Regions from separate parts of the Urocitellus parryii genome. Here region 1 is linked to region 2. Evidence: chromatin contacts called from public Hi-C data. All regions are on one chromosome and are shown on one strand. Each heading gives the region's core, a stretch centred on a gene start, on an enhancer-like site or on the middle of the called end of the contact. The rest is flanking DNA. Distances are from core to core; before and after follow the strand shown. Region 1 holds the start of Kif19 (kinesin family member 19). Region 2 holds the start of Lfng (LFNG O-fucosylpeptide 3-beta-N-acetylglucosaminyltransferase).

The links. Hi-C and Micro-C count contacts between places; a contact is called where the count stands out from the background.
Region 1: a Hi-C map of liver shows a contact between it and region 2, with 4 times the contacts expected there. The contact joins the promoter of Kif19 here to the promoter of Lfng in region 2. A contact is called at or near these places in 2 of 2 Hi-C or Micro-C datasets (liver and muscle).

What each region holds. Positions count from the first base shown.
Region 1 is chr9:37,365,801-37,371,157 of mUroPar1.hap1, reverse strand. It overlaps Kif19 (kinesin family member 19), which reads left to right and starts at 2,316. Exons shown (of 20, transcript XM_077802852.1): 1 at 2,316-2,402; 2 at 3,425-3,505. The coding sequence starts at 2,316. It overlaps Eif3b (eukaryotic translation initiation factor 3 subunit B), which reads left to right. Exons shown (of 19, transcript XM_026405668.2): 19 at 1-1,026.
Region 2 is chr9:37,207,771-37,213,606 of mUroPar1.hap1, reverse strand. It overlaps Lfng (LFNG O-fucosylpeptide 3-beta-N-acetylglucosaminyltransferase), which reads left to right and starts at 1,977. Exons shown (of 8, transcript XM_026405706.1): 1 at 1,977-2,445. The coding sequence starts at 2,017.

The DNA of each region.
Region 1 (5,357 bases), core at 1,067-3,566, 160 kb before region 2:
CGTGGTGCAGGTGTGGCAGGTTCTCTCAGCAGGTTGAATGTGGAAATAAAGCAACCCTGTATGAAAACGCTGTCTTTTCTCCTCTTTGCATGTAGGTAAGCGCCTTGACTCTGGTGCCTCTGTTCCCCTTCTCCCAGGACTAAGGGTCTGTAGCCAGGCCTGGAGCCCGTAGGGGAACTGGCAGTCAGTCACTCCACACATACACTTGGCTTGCAGGGATCCTGATGGCAGCTCGGAGAACTCAGCCTCCCACCCACTCTGCTGCCTTTCCGGCCATGAGTTGGTCCAGTGGGTCCAAAATAGTTTCTTCATTCTATGGGAAAAAAAAAAAGTGCATGTCATTTCTGAGAACCCTTTAGTCTTTCTGGAGTTAGAAAGTTTGTATTGAGTGCATCAGTTCAGCCACTGTGATGTCGTCACAATATTTACTTTTACTATTGAGAAGGGAGTGAACAGATCCCTGTGGCTTCAGTCATTTTCTCTGTAGTGTCTTGCCACCCATCTGTGCCTTGTGATATTGCATTCTCTCCCACCTCCTTCCCTGCATCTCACAGAGCCTGAAGTTGTGCTAAAATAGCAGGACACACGGGAGGGGCTTTCTAGGATCCACAGCCATGCAACATCTGCAAATCTAAGGCATGCTTGAGATGACAGGATAGGCTGATCTACAGGCAGGGACAGAGGCCAAGTACTGCCCTTGAGACACTCAGTTGGCCCCTGAGAGGTTGCTGCCTGGTCCCAAGCTCCTAGCTGAGTGTCCTCAGGAGTGAGGCTGTGCCCCAAGCTTATCTGGCCTGTCATGGAGGCTCCGGGGTGACTGACTGGGTTTCCCTGGGGCATGGAAGGGGCTTTGTACCTTTCCTTTCTTGTGAGACTTCCTCTCCAGGTTTCTCTAGATTCTGTTACTGTTAATAGTCCTGCCATGTCTCGCCCCTCAGCACCCATTTTTATAGTATACCTGTTCACTCTCAGTGCTTCAAACTCTAGAATGCTCTTTTCTAATTTCATGGCAATGAGAAGGCAGCACACTGTTCTATCATTAACAGGTTTTTAACAACTTTTAAAAGTTTTTTCACTGTTTTAATTTGTAATTGTTTTACATGATTTATAAATAAAAGGATTTCTGAAACACTGGTGCTGGCTCTTCTGAAGTAGAGATGGAATTCCCAGGATGACAATTTTTAGGGGAAGTTAACTGATCATCCCAGAGCCAGAGGAGGGGGTGTCCCCATTGCTTGGGGGCTGTTGGGTGGGCCTGGGCTCTTTGAAACCTTGTCTTGGTCCTGTCTCTATGAAGCAAAAAGAGTGCTTTGTTCTGTTGATCAGGCTGGGGCTTTTACTTCTAGGGCAGAGGTTGGGAGACTTAGCTTTTAAAGGGTTGCTCTCCCTCCCTCAAGGGAGGGTATCTGGATACCAAGAAGAGGAGAGGAAAATGACTAAGTGTGAACTGTGCCCTCGCATGAACCATCCAGTGGTTTTCCAAAAGCAGCACAGTGGTTTATGGAGCAGGAGGGCCTGAGAGCTCCTGGTGAGCTTAAGGGATTGATTAGCTGGGGCTCACCTCTGCCAACTGCCCAGCTCTAGTTGGGATCCTGGAGGGAGCTCAGACTTGGGCTTCACAGGCCCTGGCTTTGTGTGACTTCATCAGCACACAAGGGCACTGTCCTGTTTGTAGCGCATCTCTGACTTTGGGCTGGGTCTTCCTGCAACCCCGCTGCCTGCATGGCCTGACAAGTGCAGTCTGCTGCACTGGGTAGGTTCATAGGCAGTGCCTTCCCCAGGGACTACAGTGGAAAAGTTGAGCACAGCGTATAAGCAACGAATACGAGCTGAGCAGCCTCTAATCAGGCCCTGGATGTGCAGATGAACAATGGGAGGAGAGAGAGTCATGTGGAAAAGGGCATTTAAAGTGTGGTTATTTCCTTTAGCTGTTGCTGGTTGTCCCTTGGGTGGGAAAGCCCCAAGATGACCATGATCTGCTGCACTGAGGCAGCCACTGAGGTGGGCTACGGCTCCTGTTTCAGGGTGGGGAGAGGGGAACTCTACAAAGAGCAGGTGCAGGCCCTGTCAGGGCAGGCTCACCATAGACCAGTAAGACCCATGGACATGGGATTGCTATGGCATTAGGTGGTACACAGATAGGAAGCCTGTGCTGACTCCCAGTTACTGGCTCATGTGCGCCTGTCTTGGTCTTGGAGAGTTTCTTAAGCATCACCCCTGGGACCCAGCTGATGTCATGGGGCAGGGCGGGGCTGAGCTTAGACTGCAGCTGGCTTTGCTTCTGCCAGGATAACGGCCAGACCCTGTTCTGCAGCATGCCTTCCCACCAGGTTGCTGGCCCTTCCCCAGCCCAGGGTAGCCCAGCCTTGAGGGAGATGGAGCCCAAGGACCAGCAGCTCATGGTAAGCACCCCTCTCTCACCCTTTGTGTCCCCTACCCTCCCAGTTCTCACTTCCCTTACACTCTGAACCCACTACCCTGGGACAATCGCTTAACAGCTGTCTCATGTCCAGGGCCCCACCTCTGCTCCGCCAGAGACCTAGCGACCCCATGCCCTCCTCACCATGTCTCCAGACTCCTTACCTCCTGCCCTGTGACCTTCCCTCCCCAGGGAACTGGGACCTGGACCAGGACTCAGATGGGGGCAGGACTGTGCTCCTCAACCCCTACATAGTCCCTATCCAGACCCATCTGTTAAGTGACTTGACCTCAGCTTTTCTGACTTTGGGGGAACTAAAACCAGGGACTGGCCCCAAGTGTGGGCTGGTAAAAGAGAGACCAGTGATATTGGCCCCAGTTCATATATAGTCTAATTCCAGCCATCTTCCATTTGGGAAGTAGGTGTTTTTTTTTTGTTTTTTTTTTTTTTTTTTTGATAGACCTTTATTTTATTTATTTATTTGTGGTGCTGAGAATCGAACCCAGTGCCTCACACATGCCAGGCAAGTGCATTAGCACTGAGCCACAGCCATAGCCCAGTTATGTAGGTTCTTCTGAGTGCTCACTTTGGGCCTGGTCACACTCCATAGCTATGTGACCTTAGGCAAATACTTCCCTTCTATGTGCCTCAGTACCTTCTTCTGTTCCACAAGGGTGACATAACCATGTATTCCTCAAAGGGTTGCTGCAAGACATAAATAATTTCATGCCAGTGTTAAGTTAGGCAGGGGCTCGGGTAAGGCTCAGTAGTGGAGCCCTTGCTTTGCTTGCATGAGGCCTGGGTTCCATCACCAGCAACACACAAAAAAAAACAAAATAGAAGGGAAAAAAGTGACTCCGGAGGGCTCCTCCTGCTTCACTGAGTTTGTGTGGGACATCAAAGGAGGACAGGAGGGAGTTTGGACTGGGCAACTTGCTGTTTGAGGAAGAAGAAGGAGCAATCTTAGAGGGACTCGTGAACGCACTGCTCCTGTCCTACCCACAGGTGGCGCTTCGAATCCGTCCACTCAATGCAGCAGAGTTGGAGGAAGGAGCCACCGTCATTGCCCACAAAGTGGGGGACCAGGTGAGGTTGGGAGGCACAGAGGCACAGGGTAGCTGTGAAGCTCACCCAGCCATGCACATTTACCCGTGTAACTCATTCTCTTAACAAATGCTTATATAGTAGCTCCCACCCACGGGTCAAGTGGAGGCTGACAAGGGTCCCGCCAAGTTTGTTTTTATTAATATTGTGTATAATGTTGGGAATTTCATCCGAACGGCTGTGGTAAAGACCTCTGGTGAGACACTGGAGCAGGGCTGGGAGGCAGGAGAAACTAGGCAGAGTGGGCAGCAGGCTGGAGCCCTGAAGCAGCCAGGTGTGGCCTATTTGAGAAGCAGCCGGAGTGAGCAGAAGAGGCTGGGAGAGCAGTTTTAGTAGGCCCAGGTCTAGATCTGCAGTCAGACTCCCAAGAGATTCCCCTTCACAGCCGGCTCACTGCCATTGCTAGGGATTTCTCCTTAGAGACAGACTCAGAGCCAAGCTAACCACACTGTTAGCAAAGCTTTTGCCCTTGATTTCCACCTGCAAGAACAAATGCCAAATCTGGGGTATGTCATTGGAAAGTGGGTGGGTTTTTTCATTTGTCATTAGGAAGGTGTCTTCCATGAAGAATGAAATGTGGCTCTGGAGAGGTGGTTTATGCTGAAGCCTGAAGGACCCAGATCTTGGTGGTGGGCAATCCCTGTTGACAGCTGTCCCCTGGGGTGGGGGTACCTATCCTGATTTGGCAGGTCAGGAAGAAGACAATTGGACAGAACATCTGTGGGGTGAATGGCTGGCAAAGAGATCGGGGTGAGTCAGCACTGAAGTTGCAGAAAACTAAGCTAAAAACACAAGACTGCTGTTACATTGAGGGAGTCAAAAGTTTTGCAGGAAAGGATGCGGATTTGCTACAAAGGATGTGGGAACACTGAGTGTTACTCTACTGAAACTCATGAGGTAACAGCATAGTGCAGTCAGAGGTGCAACTGTCACCTGATAGCAGTAAGTCAGGAAGTGGTAGAGAACTGACAGAGATACCACCCCCAGCATGCTCATGGGCAGATGTGGTGGTGTAGACCCAAGATCAGTGAGAACAGTGGACATGTCAGATGCAGGGCCTGTGCTTCACACAGGCTCATAGCATCTCGCTGTGCACTGTAGATGATTCACTCTGAGAACTGAGTTCACATCACATACATTTCACCAATTCAAAGCACGCCATCCAGGGTGTTTAATTCATCCTCAGGGCTGTGTTACCAGCATCTCTATCCAGTGACAGAATGGTTTCCTCACCCCAAAAGAAGGCCCCATTCCTCTTCCCCCCTTCCTGCCACTGAAAGCCACCAGTCCACTTTCTGCCTCTATTTTATTTAAATGCAATCTTGGAGATGCAGCCCATTGCTTCTTCCATCTAGCCTGAGGTGTATGAGGGTCATCTATGTTGCAACATATGTGTGTGTGTGTGTATATATATATGTGTGTGTATATATATGTGTGTGTGTGTGTGTATAAAAAAATCAGGAATTGAACCCAGGGTTGCTTAACCACTGAGCAACATCCACATCCGTTTTTATTTTTATATTTTTTTGTGGTGCTGGGGATTGAACTCAGGGCCTTATGCATGCAAGGCAAGCACTAATTGAGCTATATCCCTAGCCCTCCTGTGTATTTTTTCAGACAGGATCTCCAGAGTTGCTTAGAGCTTCCCTAAGGTGCTAAGGCTGGCCTTGAATTTGGCAATCTTCCTGCCTCAGCCTCCTGAGCCACTGGGATTGCAGGTGTGCATCACCCACATCTGGCATGTTTTATTTTAACTTTTTATTTTAATCTTTATTTTATTTATTTATTTTTATGTGGTGCTGAGGATCAAACTCACCCTCACATGCAAGGCGAG
Region 2 (5,836 bases), core at 728-3,227:
CATGTAAAGATGTGAGAGCCTGGCATGCTTGGGTTGTTGGGGACTGAAGAGGGTTGAAGGGAGCAGCAAGAAACTGGGCTAGGGCTGTCACAAGGTGTGTGGATACCAGGCCAGGACTTCAACTGGCAGACAGTGGGGGCCGTGGAGGATTTTCATCTTCTTGTGTGTGATGGTGGTGGAGTTTCCAATCAGAGTAGCCTGGTTGCTGTAGAAAGAATAAATAGAGCAGGTAGGCTGGGGACCAGGGGACCATGGGAATGGAGGGTGTCAGATGGTACGGGGAAGAGATGCTTGGGTGGAGGTTAGCGCTCCACATAGTTGTGAGGCAGACTGACAGGAGTTGGGGTTGGAGGTGAAGAACTTGGGGTAGAGACCAAGGTTGGGGCTGGGCTGGGCTGTTTGGGGGCAGCCCACCCAGCCTCTAGGTAGGTCCTTTCCTTCTTGCCCATCCTCAAGCTTCTGCAGCTGCCAGGAGACTCTGGGGGTGGGCCCTGCCTGATGGGGGAGGGGTTTATGGTAGGAGGTGACGCCATGGGAGACTTGTCACTTGGGCACAGCCAACACCATCTGCTGGGGCATCTGCCTACCCGAGGTGGTGACTGCTAATTACCTGGGGAAGGCAGGAAGAGGCCTGGGAACCACCATCCCCCTCCTACCCCAGCACAGAGGGCCCCAAGCCCTTACAGCAAATGGGCCACAGCCCTCTCTGCGGGGTTGAGCAGACGGGTGGGACATCTATTCAATAAATCTTCATAGGCCCCTGCTATAGCTAGTACCTGTCCCAGCCTTGGATTTCAGGAGTTCCCTGCTATCTTGCCTTGAGGTTGACATTCAGGGAGAGGGGCACCAGCGGGTATGGAAATAACTAAAAATAACATTTCAGGCCCAGTGTAAGTGCTGTGGCCATAAACAAAATGAGGCAAAATGAGGAGCTCTGGTGGTCCTGGGTGGGCGCAGAGGGCCCCCTTAGGAGGCGACCCCGGCGCAACCAAGCGGAGAGCCGCCTCCGGCTGCGCTGCCGGAAGATGTTGCAGGCAGGGGCTCGGACCCTTCTCCGGCTCCCAGGGGATCCTAGGCCACTTCCGGGCCCCTATCCCCTCACTGTCGCTTCAGGCGCGCATTCCTGCCGCCCCCGCTCGTGCAGGGGGCGGACCCAGACCCGTGGGAAGGGCCGGGGGTGGAGGCCGTGAAGGGGGGCGGGAAGGGCGCACAGCTGGGTCACATCTGGCGTGAGCACGGAGCGACCAAATGGGACAGACGGCGGCCTTTCATCGTGAGGGAAAGGGCGGCTTTAGTTCTGTTCGCCACGGGGCGCCTGAGAATTTCGGGGACCAACCCACCCCATGTAGGTCTCGGACTCCAGGAGATCACCGGGCTGGGGGCGGATTTGGTACGGGTGCTTTCTCGATGGAACCTCGCATTCTCACCTGTTGGCACAGGTGGCTAGGCTCCCGCTTGGTGTCAGTAACGGCTGCCCGGAGCCGAGCACTCTCGACGACCTCGGTTAGCTCGGCCTGCACTGTCCCAAGGGGAGGAAGCCCGGCTCCGAAAGGGGAAGTGCACCGCGAGGAAGTAAAAAGTCCCCTGCGGGGTGTCTGAGCCGGGACCCGTGTCCCAGCACCGTGGCCACCACCAAGAGCGCGCACTTCCGTGCGGCAGGCGCGGGCCAGGCCGCGTGCCCCTTCCGGGCATCCGGCCCGGGTCGGCCCCTAGCCCCACACCTCGGGCAGTCTGTGGGGGCAACCCTGAGGGGTGTGCTTGCACGTGCGCAAGGGGGCGGGGCCGCGGCGCCCGCCGAGCAGTTCCCAGCCCCCTGCCGCGGGCCCACGTGGGCGCTCCCTGGAGGGGGGGTAGTGCCGCGAGGCCCCGCCCCCAAGGCTCGAGCCACTGAGCGATCGGGGGCGGGGCCGGGCGGGGAGGTTAAGAGCCCTGGGCGCGGGTGGCTTGTAGCTGGACGGCGCCGCCGGATCGGGACATCGGCGGGAGCACGGGAGGGCGCACGGCGCAGCCCCTACCATGCTCAAGCGCTGTGGCCGGCGCCTGCTGCTGGCGCTGGCGGGTGCGCTGCTTGCCTGCCTCCTGGTGCTCACCGCCGACCCGCCGCCTTCCCCGGTGCCTGCCGAGCGCGGTCGGCGCGCGCTGCGCAGCTTGGCGGGACCGGCGGGGGCCGCCCCGGCGCCCGGGCTGGGGGCGGCAGCGGCTCCTGGAGCGCTAGCCCGCGAGGTGCACAGCCTGTCCGAGTACTTCAACCTGCTGACCCGCGCGCGCAGAGACGCTGGCCCGTCGTCCGGGAGCGTACCCCGCCCCGCCGACGGCCACGCGCGGCCCCCGGCCGAGCAGCTGGCGCCCCGTGATGTCTTCATCGCAGTGAAGACCACTAGGAAGTTTCACCGCGCGCGCCTGGACCTGCTCCTGGAGACGTGGATCTCTCGCCACAAGGAGATGGTGAGCCCCGGTGGCTTAGTGGGGCAGGGTCGTCGTCCCTCCAGCCGGTGACGGTATCCGATTGGGGTTAGGCTGCATCCCTGCCCAGCCATGGAACTATCTGGGGCCCGGTGATACAGATTCATCCCCTTCGACCCAATTTGTCAGCTGGAGACCACTCTTCCATACAGCCCTGGAAATGTCCGAGCCCACTCCAGCCTAGCTCCAGAGCCCTGGATGGCTGCATCACCCGACAGCAGTCTCCAGTGCTTGGGGTCGGTTTCCTGTGATGCTTGTCCCACAAACGCCAAATTAATTTGGTTGATTGCCCCCAAACGTCCCAAAGCAGATTCTGCTCAGGCCTTAGAGTGTCATCCACCCTAGACGGGGACCAATCCCCAGGAGTAAGGCTCTAACCTTGGCGGTGAAGAGAAAGCATAGGATCCCTGGGCACAGGGCCAGACCACTTCTCATCCCAGTTTGCTACATGTAGGGTCCAATCACTGCTGGCTGGGGGATTTGGGAGTGCATCTTAGAAAAAGGAGAGTCCTGGGTTTGGGAGTCTTGTGTGGAGACCCCTCCCCATAGTGCAGGAGACCCTGAAGCCCAGAATCTTGGGCTTGGTTCCTCCAATTGGGAATGGACTCCTGCACATCAAAAAGACACACCCCATTTTGAAAATGTCCCCAGAGGCTACTGCAGGACGGTTGGGTTGGGCAGGGAAGGGGCAGAGTGTGGGCCCTGAAGGGGGGCAGCAGGGGAACATGCCCGATTGGGGAGGCTCTGGGATGTGTAATGTGAAGGTGGGTACTCAGAGAAGACCCCATGACCCTTTCCTCCCTGTTCAAGTCTAGAGACCAGGGCTTTCTGGCTTGGCTGAGTCCTCTTTGGGGGTAGAGTGGGGTTGGGGGGAGGGCCGTGGTAAGCTTATGGAACTAGGGGGCAGGGTACTGTCTGGTCTTGGCTGGGGAGAGGCCCTGGGAACCCCATGGCAGCCTCCTGGGAATCAGGCGTCCCTTTCCCAGGGGCTCAGCAGGCTGGCGGGAGGGGGTAGTGGGGGCCATGGGTTTTGTTTAGCGGCTGGGCCGTTAGGATTCCCAGCGCCGGGCAGCTCTCGGGCCGGCCCCATGGGCAAGGTAACAAAGCCCCTTTCTCCAGCCGAGAAAGGCGTCGGGCCTCTTGTGTGCAGCTATGCGCTCCATGGGAACCGCCGCTAGCACGCTGGCCACTCAGGTTGCCTGGCGATGAGGGGGCCTGTGCCCCACCCATCTCTGACTGACAGCCCTCTTGGGGCACCATCCCTGAGCCAGGCGCATCCCCTCCAGCACTTGGGCTTCCTACTGTGTGACCTTGGGCATCATTGACCCGCTCTGGGCTGCCACCAGGTTTGAGCACCTCTCACGCTGGAATTTGGGGGTTTCTCCAGCAGAGAATATATAGTCTCTGGTGTGGGTCTTAGGTGTGGGTCTCAGCTGGGCTAGGTACTTTTGGGCCAGATCTTGGTCTTTTCATCTCTGAACTGTAGGAAACGTTGCCTTTCCATAGGCAGTATTGTCAAGGAGAACTGGCCCAAACTGAAGGCATGGGTGCGCCTCCTAGGCACTCAGAGTTGGAGCCCATCTCTCCACTGGTCTCTGAAGTCCTTTTTGAAGGATCCCTTCACCCAGGAGAGGCTGGGTCTGCGCAGAGTCAGCTCGTATGCGCATGGCAAGCAGAGCCCCTCTTGTGGTACCTTGTGGTCAGGGGTCTATGGAACGTGCTGCAAAGAGCCCGCTTCCCCAGCCTGTGCAGGATGACTCAGACCCTTCTGACAGAGGGACACAGAGAGGCTGTGTGAGCTGAGTGGCATCTGCCCACACTGGGGGGGAGGCTTCCTGGAGGAGGTGCCATTTGAACTAGAGTGAGTCACAATTGCCCAGGAAGAGAAGTTCGGGCATTGCTATCTCAGGCACAGACTGTGCAAGAAACCTCAGCTGCCAGTGGGGTGGGGTGGGGTGAAGAGAAGTTCGGGCATTGCTATCTCAGGCACAGACTGTGCAAGAAACCTCAGCTGCCAGTGGGGTGGGGTGGGGTGGGGGTGCTGGCCGATGGGGGCCATGCTCTGATGGGTCCTGAAGTTGGGGTGAGGAGCCTGGCCTCTGGCCCGTCCACTCCTCCCCCACCCTTCCAGGAGCGCCAGGCTGCAGCGGCTGCCACCACCTGGCCACAATGGTTGGGGGAGAACTTGGCATCCTGTGTTTCTTTGAATGGCGGCTCCAGGCTCCAGGAACAATGCCGCTTCCTGTGGGTGTCCTCCCGCCCCCCCCACCGCCCCCTGCCTGCCCTGGTCCAGCCCTGCTGCCCTTGCTGCCCCATCTTCCTCCTTCGGGGAATTTGTGGGGCTGCTGGAGAGTGCAGGTCCCTGGAAGCCAGGGGCTGGACTGGTCTGGCACCACCTCTGCGCTGGGTATGAACACAGGCTGGTGCCTGCATCTCTCTGGCCTCGGTCTCCCCGATTGTACACACGATGGTGCCTATGTCCACCTCCCAGGGCCTTTAGAGAGAGGAAAAGACAGGTGGTCCCCAACACTTTGCTCCTCACAGGTGAGCTCTTGTGCCCCTTTTAAGAGAAGGAAACCAAGCCTGAGCAGGGGGTGAGGCCTGCAGCTGCACCTCCTGCCCCCTCCTCTCCTGTTGCTCTGTTGGGGAGACACCCCCACACCTTGCAGCCCTGCCCCTTGAGGGCAGTTCTTCTGGAGGCTGCCTTGCTCCTGAGCTGAACAAAGGTGACTTTAATCTCCGTAGCCTTGGGCTGGGTTTTTAGAACACCACCAAAGCGCGGGAGAACAGGCCTCGCTTGATCTCATTAAGAAAGCATTTTGCTTTTAATCCAGCGGCACAGCGGAGCGTCTGCGCAGGCCGGCCCTATCCACCTCCCACGGCATTCCTGGACTGAGATGCTGGGGCATGGGTGGGGGGCTGGGTGCGAGTCTGTGCGTGCGGGCTGCCCGGGGTGTCTGGCAGGCTCCAGAAGGAGGGGTGCATGCAAGCAGAAGGTGTAGACTGCACCTGCACTGCCCATAGCTCTGGGCCCATGATCTGCAGCTTGGGGCCTCACCCCAAGTGAGTTGGGCGCAGGAGCCCCTCCACACCCTTGCCCTGGCAGTGCCCACCCTGGTGTGCCCCTGATGGCCCTGCCTTGCCCCCAGGTGGTTCTGCTTGTGTCTGGGCCTGGGGTCAGCTCTGGCCAGAAGCTGGGGCTGCCCAGGTGAGCTGTGTCAACCTCCTGGCTTGGGGGTGAGTCCCCGTGCTCCAGGCCTGTACACACTGGACCTGTTTGTACACGACAGGAAACAGATCCAGTGGGTCTGGGGGGGTCCCTGATTTCTGCTCTGGGCATCCCCCACCCGCTCCAGGCTTGCACTCACCCATG